Linked DNA regions of Mus musculus: region 2 is linked to region 1. Evidence: chromatin contacts called from public HiChIP or PLAC-seq data. All regions are on one chromosome and are shown on one strand. The core of a region is the stretch at or near the end of the contact, and the rest is flanking DNA. Distances in the headings are between cores, read along the strand shown.

What was found. HiChIP or PLAC-seq counts read pairs in DNA pulled down with a chosen protein or histone mark.
Region 2: an H3K4me3 HiChIP or PLAC-seq map of bone marrow-derived macrophages shows a contact between it and region 1, with 2.3 times the contacts expected there. The contact joins two enhancer-like sites. A contact is called at or near these places in 9 of 39 promoter capture datasets (the 3T3-L1 cell line, 3T3-L1-derived adipocytes, the C10 cell line and 4 more), 2 of 115 datasets of contacts at active chromatin or transcription factors (acute myeloid leukemia and bone marrow-derived macrophages) and 1 of 9 other capture datasets (macrophages).

The regions. Positions count from the first base shown.
Region 1 is chr3:60,215,811-60,221,380 of GRCm38.p6, reverse strand. No RefSeq gene overlaps it. Among named protein-coding and RNA genes, the nearest start is that of Gm33650, 91 kb to the left of the region's middle. Within about 2 kb of position 2,255, at least 3 of the 459 cell types and tissues checked have an H3K27ac peak or open chromatin away from gene starts, as enhancers often do. A contact at or near this core is called in bone marrow-derived macrophages, where this site is marked.
Region 2 is chr3:60,478,327-60,483,639 of GRCm38.p6, reverse strand. It overlaps a transcript of Mbnl1 not described here. Among named protein-coding and RNA genes, the nearest start is that of Mbnl1, 20 kb to the left of the region's middle. Within about 2 kb of position 1,724, at least 97 of the 459 cell types and tissues checked have an H3K27ac peak or open chromatin away from gene starts, as enhancers often do. A contact at or near this core is called in bone marrow-derived macrophages, where this site is marked.

The DNA of each region.
Region 1 (5,570 bases), core at 1,006-3,505:
CATCTATAGTAATAAAATACATTTAAAAGTTTGTAAACCAGGCAAGGTAGTGAATGTCTGTAATCGGAACACTTGATCTGATATAGCAGCAAGATTTTTTATTAGATATTTTCTTTATTTACATTTTAAATGTTATACTTCTTTCTAGTTTCCCCTCCAAAAATCTCCTATCCCCTATTCTCTCCCCCTGCTCCCCAACCCACCCACTCCCACTTTCTGGCACTGGCATTTCCCTATAGCGGGGCAGAGGACCTTCACGGGACCAAAGGCCACTCCTCCACTGATGACCGACTAGGCCATCCTCTGCTACATATGCAGCTGGATCCATGAGTCTCACCATGTGATTTCTTTGGTTGGTGGTTTAGTCCCAGGGAGCTCTAGGGGTACTGGTTAGTTCATATTGTTGTTCCACCTATGGGGCTCCAAACCCCTTCAGCTCCTTGGATACTTTCTCTAGCTCCTTTGTTAGGGAACTTGTGCTCTGTTCAATGGATGACTGTGAGCATCCACTTCTGTATTTGCCAGACAATGGCAGAGCCTCTCAGGAGACAGCTATATCAAGCTCCTGTCAGCAAAATCTTGTTGGCATCTGCAATAGTGTCTGGGTTTGGTGGTTGTTTATGGGATGGATCTCCAGGTGGTGCAGTCACTTGATGGACATTCCTTCAGTCTGTTCCACACTTTTTTTCTGTAACTCCTTCCATGAGTATTTTGTTCCCCCTTCTAAGAAGGATTCAAGTATCCACACTTTGGCCTCCCTTCAGTCATAAGACTATCTTTAAAAAAATCTAGTGTGTGTTGCCTACTCCAGCTTAGAACAACCTCACAGTAGGTACAGAAACATTAAAGGCTATTTGCTTTAAAATTCAGTAACAAGTAAAGGACACTTTAATGATTATATTTAACACATACCATATTAATAAGTCCTATAAAACATGATAAAAGGGGAAAATTCTTTGGAGAAAATAAAAATAAAATATTTATAAAGAATATCAGAAAATTAATTCAATTCACCAATAAGTTATTTAAATTATTAAGTTAAAGAAGTTCTGTTAGGCCCTGGAGAAATAACTTGTTGGTTTAAAACACTTGGCACTCTTCCAAAAGACTTGTGTTCAGTTACTAGTTTCTATACCAAACTGAAACTCCACATCCAAGTGACCAGGCACTATTTTATGCCCTCCATTACTAGCAGAAGACACATGACATACAACCATGAAGGTACACACACACATACATACATACATACATACATACATACATACATACATATACATGTACACACACACGAGAGAGAGAGAGGAAGGGGAGGAAGAAGGGAGAGGGAGACACACACAGAAAAAGACAGAGAGAGAGAGAGACTTTAAAAGATCGAGAAGATCAAAATCGTAATACTAAATCTGATGTGGCAAAAAGAATAAATAACATGGGAGAAATTACATGACTAGGTTTTATGATTTGTAAATTAAGAAATAGTGACTAAAATAGGCAATAAAAAGACACGTTACTGGGATGGAAAAGAAATTCCTATTCCACACAAACAAAACTTATTGTGTCATACTGGGTATATGACAGATGTGCATGATGAATTACACATCAAATCTTGAGAATAAGATGAGCTAATTATTATTAGCACACTTGGGTATAAAGATGAAAAAATGAATGAAATTTGATACTGATAATCAAACTGCAAGTGAAAATTGATTTCAAATGGAAGATAAATTGCAATTTTATATGGTATTATGTAATATAACTACTTTATAGCATCAAGGTTAAAATGTCTTAAAAATGAAATATCAAATAAAACCTAACTATAAGAAAAATGACCGAAAACCTCTGTTTCATTAAGGTAAATTTTCTGCCCATCAGTAGAAATCATACTGAAAATGAAGTTAAGGTGCTTAGTGAAGCCTTATATCTATAGCATGGGTGTGAATAATTCTCTATTTCTTTATACTTTCTTTAAATTTATTTATTTTATTTTTTATGTATATGAGTGTTTTCCATGCATTCATTTATCATGTGTGTGCCTGGTGTCCACAGAGGTCAGACAGCTGTAAATTGCCATTTGGGTGCTGGTAGTGGAACCTGGATTCTCTGCAAGCAAGTGCTCATAATTGCTGAGCCAAACCTTCTCCCCGAATTCTTAAATTCTTTAGGATGTATTTCACTAAAATGTATTACACAGTCTCCAGATAAGGCTCACAGACACAATGGGAAGTTCCACATCTCACCATAAACAGGAAGTCATATCTCAGTCACAGTGAAACCCACATACATGCGAATAGTTCCACAGTTTTCTGAGAACCTAGGGAGAAGCCAATTGTAGGAATCCTACAATAAGGCCCACAGATGCAGGGAATTCTATATCTTCCATATCAAGTTATATACCTAAACAAGAGACCTTGCTGACAAACGGCAGTGCTTGGTTCTCAAAAGAAGCCCAGAAATAGAGCTTCTAGTTGCAAGTACTAGCCCTACAGAGAAATATAAAGACTAATCCTAGCAAGACTTTGTCTACTATAAATACTAATACTGGAGGAAGAAAGGAGGCTTGTATTTGAAGAGAGACAGAGACAGAGTCACCCACACACTAACTCCAGATGAAATGGGCAAGTGTAAGCATATAAACAAAAACAAAACAAAACAAAACAAAACAAACAAAAATACACTCTCTTTCTCCCAAATTAGGAATTAAATAGTAATGGTTCCAAGTGAAGAAATCTGGGCAAATACCCAAACAATTATTTTTTAAAGATAATTGTATCTGTGTCTAAAAACTCAAAGGTACAAAAGTGCCCAAAGAACAAAGTGAGTGGCCCTAATGAAATAATGACTTCAATGCTGAATCATCAATCAAAACTGAAATGGTGCTGGAAATGAAAAACTCAATAAGACAAATAAAAATCTCAGTGTCTAGACTCACCAATAGAATGTACCATGTGGAAAACAAAATACATATATATGTATTTCTTATACCATCCTAATATATATATATATATATATCCCATATGTGGACTATTAGAGGACTAAAGTAATATATATACATATATATGTATATATATATGTATATATATCCATAATAATCTTTATTCCATATATATATTGATATATCTATCTATCTATCTATCTATCTATCTATCTATATCCTTCAAAACACTTAATAGGATGAAAAGGGAAATGCTGAATGAGATAATAGAGTTGAAAAATATTAGAAGCACAGATAAGAGAAAGGGCATTGAAAGCCATAGAGAAATTGATGAAGTGATCTATAAAATCAGGCTCATCAAAACAACACATATATTTCATAAAATAAAATAAAGCCAGAAGGGCCTGAAAATCATATTCAATATTCTGAAAGATCACATTGCTTTTATTGCCAACCTAGACTATTATAACAAACAAAACTATTGATTAAAATTGAGGGAGAAATAAAAACTTCCTGGCATTCGAATACTAAAGAGTTTAGGCCCACTAAGTCAACTGTAGAAAGATGTTGAAAGGAGGCATCGGTCTAAAAAGAAAAAATAACTCTGAAAATGCCATGTGAATACACTGTGCTGTACCAAGACAATTCTAACTAAAAAATGTCTTTTTAAACATCATCACATAAAAATATTGTCATTAGTTGACACACACCTTTCAACAATTATTCTTTAAAATATTTGCATGTGTTTTATTTTTAATTAAATTTATATGTGATTGTATGAATGTGGCTTTGTGCATAGGAATGTAGTGCCTGAAGAGGGCAGAGAAAGGTGTAAGGGTTTCTGGAGCTGGAGATGCAGGCAGCTACAAGCCAGGGGATGTGGATGTTGGGAACTGAACACAAATCCTCTGCAAAAGAACTGTGCATCCAATTGAACCATCTCCTAGTACCTCAATAATACTTATTTTATTGATGGTCTCAAGTTCCCAAATAAAAAGACACAGGCTAGTAGACTGGATTATGGGTTAGAATCTATCTTTTATTGCTTCCAAGAAAAATACCTTACTATTGATGATAAATCACCTTAGGATAAAAAGATAGAAAAGGCATAATAAGCAAATAGAATTAAAATCCAAGCAGGAATGACTATCTTAATAACTGACAAATTGATTTCAAAACAAAAGCAGTCATTGTAGATAAAGAAATACATGAAAATAAAAGAAAGGCTCAGTTGTAGAAAAAAGTGAACAGTGGAATGAAAGCTCAAGATACAATTATAAGGGACTGGAGGTGATCACAGCATATTATATACATGTAAAACATATCATAACAAAATCCATCATTTTATACAATTAATAAATATTAATAAAAATGAAAAATACAAAAAGGTTACATCATATTCATCAAGTAGGCATTACAGATTTAAGTCTATACCCACAGAAGACAGATATAACTAATTTCATAATAAACCTACTACATGTAAAGTCTCATATTAATTTCAAAATAATAGTACTGTGTGACTGCAATACCTCATTATCTGATTATGATGAATAAGTGATTATGATGAAATAAGTAATTATTATGAAAAATAAAGAGAAAAACTAAGGAATGGTGAAAGCTTGAGGAATAGTGTTTATCAGGGAAGAGCCCAAAAATAGGTTAAACAATGCAAATGGGTAAATCCTGAAATCAAATAAATATACAAATACAAATAAACTGTTGACTAAGGTTGATATTTGTTATATATGATGCATAATGCACATAATAATTAAAGAAACATTGGCCATCAATTTGGGAGCAAGGAAGTGATTGGCACATGATGAATGGAAGGAAGAGAAGACAGACAATGGTGTAGTTATCTTCTAGTTTTAATAATAAAAAAGAGAAATGTTGAAATTACACTTCATCATAAAGTAAATGGAACCACATACACTCCATGCAAACACAAAAGAATATATATGTATTTTTTCTCAGCAGCTCAGAGAAATTCTTCCAAGAACATGTTTTAAAAAGTATAGAAAAAATCAAAATAACATCATGTATTCTATCTTCCCATGTTGGAATAAAGGTATATATTAAAAACAATAGAAAGTAGAGAACACACAATTAAATAACACACAATTGAGTGACAAACTGGTCAATGAACAAATCAAAAAGGAATTTTTAACAATGTCATGCCTGAGGGAAAATTGCATACAATAGAACAAAATCTATTAGACACAATGAAGACAGTATATGGAGAAAAGTTATAGATTTAAATGTCTACACCAAAAAGGTTGAGAGACCTCACATATATAAAATATGATATAGCTTAATAGCCTCGGGAAAACAAACAGCAAGCAAAACCCCAAAATAGTAAATGAGAAGAAACAATAATTATCATGGTAGTAACCAATGAAGTAGAAATGAAAAACAATCCAAAGTATTAATGAAATTAGCAGTTTTTCTTTGAAAAAATAAAATCTACAAGCTTTAAGCAAAATAATATCAAAAAATGAAGAAAAGACGCAAATTAATATAACTACCAATGTTTACTAGAATTAGCTCTCAATATCCACAGCTCTTACCGGGATTGAGGTGTACCGCATTCTGATGAATCTTGAGGTTTGGGTAAAATCCAGACTAAGTCATTTAAAATTTG
Region 2 (5,313 bases), core at 475-2,974, 260 kb before region 1:
ATAATAATTTATCTCCAAGGAAACTTCTGACCTGGGCAGTAATTACCTCTGCTTTTCACACAGCAGTATTCTCTGCCCTGTGTTAATCAGAGATAATGGATCTCTCTGTGCATTTCTGCCCCCAATTCACACATGTGCATATCATTGCCAATGGTTTCTCACACTGAACAACTTTGTCTCTTGGCCTCCAATCTATATGACTCAACCATTTCTGAATATCAGTTCAAGACCCTTCTTTCCCATGACACACTGAGACATAAACCACATTCCTCATTCTGATATGTCAAATTCAGTTCAGTCCTGCCCTGAGCCTAGCAATGACCCTTCTTTGACCTTCTCATTGCCTTGAATATCATCCCTCTAAAGAAGCAATCTTGAGAAACCACACAAAAGAAAAGCCCTTATTCTTTGTCTCCATTATATAACTGCTCAATGGCCTGGGCATAGTTACCATCATAAGAAACTTCCAGAAAGGGCTTTACTTACCATTTTATCCATTGCTTCTTCCATTTAGACTGTGGGCACCTCGAGGGTGAAAACTTGGTCTAAGTTATCACTGCCTCTCTGGCTTTAGAACCATGCCCAAGCCACAGGCTTTAATACACAAGAACACGGAGATACTCATTTCAAAAATGGTAATTAAAGCTTCTCACTAGATTTAAAGTCTTCTCATACAGCATTTAGTGTCACATCACAACTTTCTGGGTAGGAGAATACAGTGTGTGAAAATGGCTCCACATGGCTCCATATCTAAATCATGGAATTTTGGAGTTGCTTCTCACTTCGTTGACTATTCTTTGAAATTTCCTGATCTTGTCTTAACCGATCACCTTATCTAGATGCAAACTTTTCTGCATATCATTAAATGATGCCAGGAATTGTCCTTGTGATTATAATGTAATTATATTATATAGAGTGTCATTCTCCAGAGAGCCTTCAGTGTGTCATTGCTGCAGTCTGTGCACAGTGCTCACCTATTTGAGTTTTTTCTAAGTCAGAGCTGCACCATGAACATGAGCATCCTTGCCTGCATCCAAGCCATAAGTTGGCCTGCTTTCCTTATCAAAAACTAAGTAGTACAGGTAGATGCAACTTGGAGATAAACACATCATGATCACATTTTGTGACTTTATCCACCTATCCTCTCTCTGAGTTTGTATGTTTTTCTTATTTATAAAAAATCTGAATAGCTCTGGTTTTACGGAATTATTGAGGCTATTAAAGCACCTGAAAAATAACGGCACACAAAAAAAGTTCAGTACATCACCATAATCTAGTCAGCATTTTGAGGGTGGTAGTCTTAAGAGCCAAGGCATGTGTTTATATCTTTCTATTTTATATTCTGAATACACCATCCAGTCAGTTTCCCTAGAGTAGCTCGGTAGCCAACCTCAAGATCAAAACTAGTCCAGGAAGTATTGCAAAACAGCATGCTTAGTTAGGAAAGTGTTCTGACAGAGATAGACTTAAGGACAGCCATGACCTCTAACTGTCAAAGAAGAGTGTCCCATGAATTTCTTGGTGGTAGGGTGGAGGAATGAATTGAAGACAGCGGAAAAACAACACAAAGTATTCCCCCCACTTCAGGATTCTGAAATGCTAGTGGCAGACATTTTTGAACTTGTCTGTTTTTAGCTTAGTGGAAAAGAGCCAACACAGGATGACAGAGAGAGGGAGGGGAGAAGAAAAGAAGATCTTGGTCTACTTACTGTCTTCTGGGACCACAGTTTGGTTTCAGTTCCTTTGACTCAACAAGAACAGTTTCTCCACCTGACAACTGCATGGGGTACAGCCAAGGCTTCTCTCAGGCAGCCATGAGACCCAGCTAGTTTTATTTTGTGTCTTTGATTTGTATATGCAGTTCAGAATTGGTTAAATGTTTGACTTTGGCCATCATTTACTTATTGAGCATGAATTATGTACTGGCCAATGTACTAAAAACAAAAGGCACAGCATAAACAACCAAGGAACTTGGAGTCTGTTAAGAAGAACATACAGGAAAGAGCAGAATTTTAAAAATAGGTCAAAATCAGCCATGGTGGTCCATTCTTTAGTCTCAGCACTTAAGACGTTGAGGCAAGTGGATCTCTGAATTTGAACCCAGCCTGGTCTACATAAGTGAGTTTCAGTCTGACAGTCCTAAACGAGACTCTGTTTGAAAAACAAAATAAACTTTATATGCCCCAGTACAGGGGAACGCCAGGGCCAAAAAGGGGGAGTGGGTGGGTAGGGGAGTGGGGGTGGATGGGTATGGGGGTCTTTTGGTATAGCATTGGAAATGTAAATGAGCTAAATACCTAATAAAAATGGAAAAATAATTCATTATAAAAAAAGAAAAAGAAAATAAAAAGCAAAAAGCAAAAATAATATGTGCTATTAAGAATAGTAAAGAGGAAGGAAGCAAAGAAGTGAGGGAGAGACAGAGGGAGGCATGGAAGAAGGGAGGGGGAGATGGAGGGAGGAATGGAAAGGAGATTCCAGTGGCATGCACACACTGCAACTGTATTTCCGGCAGTTGGGAGGCTGAGGTAGGCGCAGCATCAGTTGTATGCCAGTCTGAGCTTCATATTGTGACCCAGTCTCAAGGAAACATCAAAAAATGAAAACAGAAAGAAGTGGTAGAAAGCTCCTAGGCAGTCTACTGCAATTAAATATGTAGATAGTAATGAGGAGAGACAAGGCCTAGGGACATGTTGAGTTGAGATATGAATAAACTATTGTGTCACAGTGTACGGGAAGAGTATGCTAGAGAAAGAGAAATGAGTATGAGGGGAAAAGAGAGAAAACCTGGGTCAGTAATGAGCTTGGAATATGCTGTAGCAAAAATGAAGACTAGGGCCAGGAGATAGGGAGAGTAAGTTTGAGAAAAGACATGCATGTAGAGATCAAGGCACAGCCACATCTAGGATATTGGATCTCTTCCTAATTAAAATGGAAAACATTTAGAGAATTTCTGAGAAGAGAGCAATATGGTGTAATCTGCAAATGATCAGGCTATTCTGGCAGGCACACAAGAGTGAGAAGAGTTTCTTAGAAGGCTGCAAGAGCAAAGACCACAGCGTGGTATGCTTTGCAGAGGGTGTGGAAGAAGAACCTTTCCACACTTGCTTTGGACCGAGTTCATATTCTTGCTGATAGGTGGAAAACAGCTAAGGGTAAGGGCATCCATCAACTGAGGAACTGGGAAAAGGGTGCTGATTAGTGATCACTATAGTAGATGAAGCAGAAAGAGTTGTGGAAAGGGAAAGGTTGGGTCTAGGAGGATGTTGGAATTTTGACTTCTGTTAACATCTGACTACAACAGTTAGTAGTCATTCCGACACATGAATCCAGACATTGGTAGACAGTTCAGGAAATATAGTTTTCATGTTATTTCAAATTAATAGAAAATTAAAGAAAGAGAAATGAACACATGCAAAAAACAAAAACAAAAACAAAACCATCTGAGCTTGGGAAACTAGAAAGGTCAAGGCTAGATTTTTGAAGAGAAGAAGCAAGGCATTTACTTCAGACTTCAGTTAGTGAATGGACAGAAACTGAAAAATGTATTTTGTGTTCCTAACACAAGCATTGGAGTATGTTTGTAGCTGCAAATTTGTGTGAGTAGACTATAATGAAGTCTTATTAAAGGGATGTTCTAGTATTACATATAAGATAACAGATTTTTCACTGTGTATAGAATGTACAGATTCATGGTTTCTATTTTTCTTCCTTACAGAATGTTTTTTCTGTAAATATGATTCCATGTGCACATTCAACTAAAAAAAAAAAAGAAAAAAAAGCTGTGGAATGAGAAATCCTTAAAATATGGCTACAAATATTCAGTTTACATACTGGAGTTTCCATTCTTTGTAACATCAAAATAATAATTTTAGCTAAGATAAAATGTAAATGTATTTAACTTGAAATGAATTATGAAGTTCAACATATAAATCAAGCAGGTGTCTCTGACTTATATCCACAACATTTAAGTCAGGTTTAGTAGTAGAACTGGCTGTGGTGAGGATTTCTGTACAGTTTGAAAACAAAGTAATGAAGCCCAAAATAAAATTAAACCAAGAAGAATACAATTGTTAAAAATTTTAAACCTAGAGAGGAACTGAGGCAAACGTAATTAATAGCATACCCATACTGCTTGGGAAGGAACAGAAGGAAGGAAACAACAAGCCAAGTCATTTGCAAACAATTATTTGGTGATATTTGGGAGGAGGACAAACAATTGCACAGAATCCCTGGGCTCTCGGGAGAAATTCTGATGCTATTGTAGCTGTACTGTATGGAACTGAGTCAGTATCAAGCACGTTAAAGCTGTCAGGCTACAGGGATCTCAACATGGGAGAAGAATCAAATGTGGAAAGGGGAGAGCAAGAAAAAATGTCTATGAAGATGGTTTTACCTAAAGATAATCAGAATGAGTTCAGAATACCCAGAAAGTATAGAAATATATGCATGGATATAGATGTTTTCACACATGTATGTTGATATAAACATATGTACTTACATGTTTGTGGTTGTGCATGGGCATATAAATCACTATATTCTGGTGAAAGGTTCACGAAAAAAATATGAGTGAAGGGACCACATTTTTAGCTCCACCAACCAAAGACATTGCAAAAATTCTTGAGATACAATGGAATGGATGTTGTGACAGCTTAGTATATCTTTTCACGCAAAAATAAGAAAAAGATCACTAATATGGTTGGTCAATACCATAAAGACATAAAAAAACAAAATAAATGAGACTCTGATGGTCAAATATGTACAATTTGACAACAAATAATTATGGCAACAATCAATTACAAGTCATGAAAGAAAAGCTAGAAATTCCCTGAGCCCAGCAACATAAAGTCATAAATAAACCAGTGTGGAAGAAAAGATTCTTTAGCCTGTAATAGCTTGGAAACAACATGTGTGCATAAAGGAAGTATCACAGTTGAAAGATGTTGTTTTTGCAAGATAAACACTTGTTAAACTTCACAATAAAGATTACATTAGACAAGAATATCAGTATTATGTCCAAGACAGTTTTTTTTTTGTTGTTGGGAAGTTGTCACTACGTGATGGGAAATTGCAGGCAATGCCTCAAAAAGGCAATAAAGCTGACATTGCTGGTGCAAGACAGGTGAGTGTAAGAGCCTTTCCACATGGTAGCACGGGAAGAAGCAACACTTTTGCAAGACTGCTGCACAAAATGTCTGACCACCCCAAACAGGAGTTGAGCCAAAACACACACACACACACACACACACACAAACAAACAAAAGCAAAAACAAAACAAAAAACAAAAAAATCCAAACAAACAAACTAAAACAA